2 separate regions of the Rattus norvegicus genome follow, and region 1 is linked to region 2. A link is a contact called in public HiChIP or PLAC-seq data. All regions are on one chromosome and are shown on one strand. The core of a region is the stretch at or near the end of the contact, and the rest is flanking DNA. Distances in the headings are between cores, read along the strand shown.

What was found. HiChIP or PLAC-seq counts read pairs in DNA pulled down with a chosen protein or histone mark.
Region 1: an H3K27ac HiChIP or PLAC-seq map of oligodendrocytes shows a contact between it and region 2, with 4 times the contacts expected there. The contact joins the enhancer-like site here to the promoter of Prkar1a in region 2. A contact is called at or near these places in 5 of 12 Hi-C or Micro-C datasets (the A7r5 cell line, hepatocytes, kidney and 2 more) and 1 of 1 datasets of contacts at active chromatin or transcription factors (oligodendrocytes).

The regions. Positions count from the first base shown.
Region 1 is chr10:95,342,734-95,345,826 of GRCr8, forward strand. No RefSeq gene overlaps it. Among named protein-coding and RNA genes, the nearest start is that of 1700012B07Rkl, 40 kb to the left of the region's middle. Within about 2 kb of position 1,483, at least 6 of the 93 cell types and tissues checked have an H3K27ac peak or open chromatin away from gene starts, as enhancers often do.
Region 2 is chr10:95,119,055-95,122,308 of GRCr8, forward strand. Prkar1a (protein kinase cAMP-dependent type I regulatory subunit alpha) reads left to right here and starts at 1,483. Exons shown (of 11, transcript NM_013181.2): 1 at 1,483-1,571. LOC100912202 (a long non-coding RNA gene) reads right to left here and starts at 1,557. Exons shown (of 3, transcript XR_010055860.1): 1 at 1,419-1,557; 2 at 80-1,316.

The DNA.
Region 1 (3,093 bases), core at 233-2,732, 220 kb after region 2:
TTCTCACTGCTGCTGTGCCTTTTCAGTCACCATTACATAGCCCAGTGATCCCTGGGCATCAGCCCACCTGTTGGGCAAATTTCTTGCAAACAATGTGAAGATGGACCTTCAAGTAATAATAATGCTGTTTAGATGAATGAATGACTTTATAGAATTCCTGATTGGATCCAAATAATTTTAGGAAGGAAGTTTAAGGAGACGGTTCTAGTCTTTTTGCCAGAAAGATGTAATCAAGTTAGAATCAAGAATAGAATGTGCCCCCTCTTCGTAGAATAGTAAGGAAGGTGTGCATAATAAGGAACATAATGAGCTTCCATAAACTGCTCTAAGAAGAGAAATAGGCTTGGGACAGATTTGTGATCAAGGAAAAATACTCATTCTAGGTCAGGTCCAAGGACGAGGCCACTGGCATGTGCTATAAATAAAGCCAGGCCATGTGAAACTGCTGCTTTGAACTTATAATGTGCTTATAGAATGAAACATTGCTTTGAACTTAGACATCCTTTTGTAACTCCTTTTTGTGTAACATCTTTGTTTGTGAGCTAATTTTATAAATTAATTTTATAAAGAACTTCTATAAAGAAATTCTAAAAAGGCTGAGAGAAAAAAAGTGTGACTGTTGGGGCTCTGCTTCATCCACCAAATATACATATCTGTAAATGTGTGTATATGTAATAATGTACATATGTAGGAATATATATGTATATATTTCTATGCATGTATATATGTATGTACATACATATGTGTGTATGTATATGTGTGTACATACATGTGTATGTATATGTGTGTGTATATGTATGCATGTACATATATATGTAGGTATACATAAAGTTGAATAAATATTAAACAGACAACAAGCAAGCAAAGTGAGCCTTGGAAAAACAGCACCCAGTGTGGACCTCTGGCCTGCACATACATGCATGTATGTGTGTGTGGCTGGAAGGGCGTGCATGCATTTGCCACACACACAGATGCACACACACACAGACAGACACAGACACACACACATACAGAAACACACAGAGACACAGACACACACAGACATACACACAGACACAGACATACACACAGACACACACACAGACACACACACAGACACAGACACACAGACACACACAGACACACAAACACACACACGACACACCCACACATGTCATAATAGAGCATTGTCGCACTGCCAACTTTATGAATTAAAACAAAAGAAGAAAAGAAAAAAATCACTTAAAATGAATGTACTGTGCACTGATCACAGAGAAAGGTTGAGATTCATGTGCCCAGTAGAGGGCAGTATTTCTCCTTGCCTAGAGTGTTTTCACTCTTGTAAACATACCCACAAGGCAAAGCACTTCCATCCATAGAGAACAGAAAAACAAAACAAACCGTCTGGATTCAGTGTTGATAGCGAATGACCACTGGAGAGGAGGCGTCCTTGGTACTCGAATTTATCCTTTAGCATTTAGCGGCTGACAGCAGGGCTTTTGTGTTTAGAAAGAGACAGAATGAAACAGAGGAAGCCCGGGTTGGTCGCAGTTCCCACCAACTCTCCCTGTGACACCAGATGTGTGTATCAAGACAAGGCAAGCAGAGGACTCTCAAGGGTCCCTAAGGCTTCCACTTAGCTTTGTCCCCACTGCTGATGTAGCCTACTCGAGATTCTCTGTCCTTCCACCATTTGTCTGTCCAGACCTGGTGCTGCCCTTCTGCCCTTATGCTTCACCTTTACAATTTCCATGGTCCTGTCTATTTCTTCTCTATCTGCGGTCAGCTCAACGGTCTTTCTTAACTCTATGACCCTTCAGTTTGTCCTGTAGGCTTATAGTGGCCTCCTACCTAATATCTACCTACTGAGGTGGCTCTTCATGATTCTATCAGTGTCTTTCTCTAGCTCCAGTAAAGTACCTCTGAGCTCTGCTGAGACTGCTTTAATTCTTTGGCAGTCATTCAATATCTATCTATCTATCTATCTATCTATCTATCTATCTATCTATCTATCTACTTATCTATATCTATCATCTATGTATGTATGTATCTATGTATCTACTATCAATGTATAGATATAGCTACTGTGTAGTGTGTAACGTGTGTTCTGAGAGTTAATATTAGTAGCTAATATTGGGCTAAAAGTAGTCTGGAGAGATGTTTATACCTGGTGCAGCATCTTGCCTTCATGGTCGTCTGACATTTATGGTGTCTTTTATGGCTTCCATGGTCCTGTATCTTACCTCTACAACCTCTATATGAATTCCTCCAGGGAGACCTGTTTAACCCTTAATGATTCTCATCTACAGCTTAGTGGTTAAGAGCACTTGCTACTCTTCCAGAGGACCTGAGTTCAATCTCTAGAACATACTGGGGCAGCTCACCACCACATATTCCTCCAGCTCCAGGGGATCTGACATCTTTCTCTGGCCATTCTTGTCACTGCACTCACATACACACACACACACACACACACACACACACACACACACACACACACACACACACTTTTTGAAAAAAGATTAGAATAAAAAGAAACCCATGTTTGCCAACAGCCAATTTTGAAGAGAGCTGGGAGTACTTGGCCAACTGCAGCCAATACAACTGATTTACTTGTGAATTATTTGCTATTCAGTAACTCCTGACACTGGGGAAGGACACATCCATTTCTGGCACAGCATGCTTATGCACAGGGCACCATGCTTCATCTGTTTTCTCCTTGAAATAGCAAAATAAAGGGAGGCAAATTCTGGCAGAGACTCTCCGTGGGAGACGAGGGTCATGTGGAAGGGGAAATAGGGCCGGCTTATGATGAACTACAATCAACTACTCTTCCGAGGCCATGCTAATGAATTTCTCCAGGGAGGTATGCTTAGCACTTAACAGCTTTCATACAGAAACCCATTTGTGAGTCCACAAAAAGATCATTATTTCTCTCAATCCCTGCCCCCTTTCCCACTGAGCCAGGAGATAATGCTGCATGACAAAAAAACCCAGAAATAAAAAGTAGGAAGAGAAGTTATGCCAAAAGATTCTTAACAAGCTTAAAATCCTAGGAGAGACAGCAAAGAGGACACTCTAGTGAATTTCTTGTTCATGAATGCTAGAGATTAG
Region 2 (3,254 bases), core at 233-2,732:
GTGTGTGTGTGTGTGTGTGTGTGTGTGGTGCATGCTTCAAGGGAGGTCGATTTACCATCACTGCCTGAGTTTGACCTACCCAAGCTATAGTCACGTAACTTCTTGTGTCCCATTCTTTCTGAACGGTTAACATCACAGAATGATTATGAGTTTGTCTGGAGCGCCCGGGGCAGTTTACAAACGTGGTAGGTGCTCTCTGCTTGTTTGCTTTTATTAGTCTATGTTAATGCAGTCCCAGTTATCCCTTCGGAGATGGAGGAAAATGAAGCTCAAGGAGATTAAGTTCATCACCGGAGATGGCAGAACCTGAAAACAAATTCCGATTTATCTGCAGTAGGGTTTTTTTTTTCCCCTTTCCTTAGAACACGACCAGGCATGCTCAATGCTATCAAATGTCCTCTCCTGTTGGCCAGCTTACGGTTGAGTTCAGCAGCCTTTCTTTGCACTGGAGAGGGTGAGAGCCTGTATGACTGGGTCTAGGTCTCTAATTTTCCATTCTACCCATCTCAGGAAAAAAAAAAAAAAAAGCACCAATAGTCAACATACTGGGGAGGGGCAGCAGAGGAAGTGACATCCTTCTCTTCCCCCTTCCCTCCTCTCACTAGCAGGGGGTAATATTCAAAGCCCTTGTCATAGTTTGGGGTATTCAAGGACAAAGACAGGCTTCAAAAGGTGAAATTTACAAACACCACTTAGCCCAAAGTTTTCTACACACATTGCCTTAGAACATACACGACGAGGCTGTTAACAGCTTGCCGCTATTCAGAACTGTACACTGCGAGGGACTATTTTATTTATGTATTTATTTAGGCCTATGTTATTTAATTTCATATGTCTAAAATTGTCTGCCCTTCTTTCATTTTCACATACTTAAGGAGAAAGTTGACTGAGGGAATAATGAATTCTCCTGCTTTCTCATGCAGCTCAGATTTCATGCTTGGTCAGTGACTTGATCTGCTGTACTGCCTGTCTATTTGTCTGTCTGTACTGCCCACCACGCAGTCCTGAATGATAGGAGGGTAGGGCATGATCAGAACTCCGGGTTCCTCTTGGAAGTCTTTTCCTATGTCTGGTGCTTCTGGAAGTACCACAGGGCCTCCCTTGATGGCAGCTCACTAGAGGAGACAGCAGTCAGATTAGCCACGCAGAGGCTCCCTAGGGGCTCATATTTCCTGGACCGGATGACAGGCCGAGCCCGGAACCCCGGATATTGCGGGGGTCTACACAGGATGCGCACTGTGTCCATCAGGCGCATCCCAGCATCCGCTTGTGTTCAGCTGTGGCAGATCCGCTAGGGCGTCCTCCTGTTCCAGGGCCTGGAAAACAGCAGGAATCTCCTTGTCCGCCCAGCGTCCTGTAACCGCCCCCCCCCCCGCCCCTCTCCGCCGCCCCATAGGACCCAGGGCGGAGTCGCCCACCTGTCATCGAAACGTCCCACGTGGGTCTGCGGGAGGAGGGTTGAAGGGAGGGAGAAAAGGCAGAGGCGTTGAGGGAGGCAGACGCGAGGAGGAACGGAGGAGAGGCGGAGATCACCGAACAGCAGAACAATCTAGAGGATCCCTCGACACCTGGTAAGGAAGGGGCAAGTGAAAAAGGAGAAAGAAACGGGTTAGCGTGAAGAGAAGGAAAAGATGGGGGCGAGGAAGGGGCTGCGTATACGCGACAAGGTAAGATGGAGAGATGCGCTACAAGAGAACAGTTCTAGCTAGACGACGACGGGCTAAGGGTGGGGGTTGGGGGGATAGGGGGCGGAGGAGGAACCTAGGCGTCTGCGCCTTTAAGGTTGCCAAGGCAACCGCTCTGGCCAGAGCGAGGCGCATTGACGTCAGCAGCCGAACGCTGATTGGCCGCGGTCGGCTGGTTTCCGGTGGAGCCGTCGCGGACCCGCTATCGCAGACTGGAGTGAGGCTGCGAGCTGAGCCCTCTGGACGCTCGGTACCCCCGGCAGCCTCGCCCTGCGCTACTCAGGCCCGCGCCGCCGCCCGTCCTCAGGTGAGTGCAGGCCGGAGGCCTGACCGGGGAGCCGCCGGCCACGGCGCTCCGCTGCGCGTTCCTGAAGGCGCGGGAGCGAGCCAAGATGGCGCCCCGGGGAGCGCGCTGCGGGGGGACGGCCGCACCCCCTGCGCCTCCGAAGCGGCCTTGGTGCCTCACGCAGGCCTCGCATTCTGCTCCGGTCCGCACCTGCACCCCTCCCCGCGGGGCTCTAGGCCGCCCGTGCCCCCCGCCGTCCCTCCTCCGGCCTTAGCGTCTCCTGGTTCCCGGTCCTGCGCTGCTCTCGGCCTCCCTGGGCTCCCTAGCCGCCTCCGCCCCCGCGCGCCGCGGCCTCCGTGCCCGTCCTCCCTCCCCCACTTCCTGAAGGACAACAGCTCGATTTTTTAGCCGGAATCCGCCATGGCTTTTCTATCTGGCCTCGTCATTGGGCTGTAGTCTTCATCTCTGCCTGGTCGTTTTTTCTGCACCGGGTTCCCCTCCTCTACGGGGCTCGTCTCCCTCCACCCCTCCACTCGGTGATTTCAGTCTAGCTCCATTTCCCTTTGTCCCCCTTCCAGTTCTCGTCCTTTCCCGATTTCCAGAGCCCCGCCGCCCACTCCTGCCTTCCCAGGTCTCCGGCTCAACGTCTGCGGTCTCCTGCCTGATGGGGGATGAGGGGGTCTTCTTTCTGCACTCAGTGGTCATGACCGTGGCCTAAGTGAAGTGAAGGGCACTTTCCTGCCCTCCCTTGTGAAAATACGCGGCGCCTGTTAACCCCTCCAGCTCAGCGCGGGTGTGGGGGATAGCCGATGACTTGAGGGAGCCAGGATAGATAGGTTTCTTGAGCAGAGAAATGAAAGCTCGCGTTAGGTGATGACCCTCCCCCAAGGCCCTGTTAGAGTTGCTCGGTATCCTCCAGGAGACGTGGGCTCTGTCAGCAACAGGCTCTCAAAGCGTTTTAAATGTCTTCCAATGTGGCCCTTCTGACAGTGAGAGTTTCATCAGAACCGAATTTCTTTAAGAATCTGCCCTCTTATGAATACTCGGTGCAGTGATGATGGTTTTAAAGTGTTTGTTTTGGAGGGTAGTTAAGTTGTTGGGTTTTTAAAAAGTAAGTACAAACGTGGAACAAAGACATACCGGATTAAAAATACTGAGGCCATAAAATTAGATAATTTGGGGTTTCATATGATGAGTGCAGTAATTTGGGGGGAGTGTTTGCATTTTCTTACCAGTGCCTTCCTTTTGGTCTTTGTAATGCATAAACTATGTTTCACTTATTA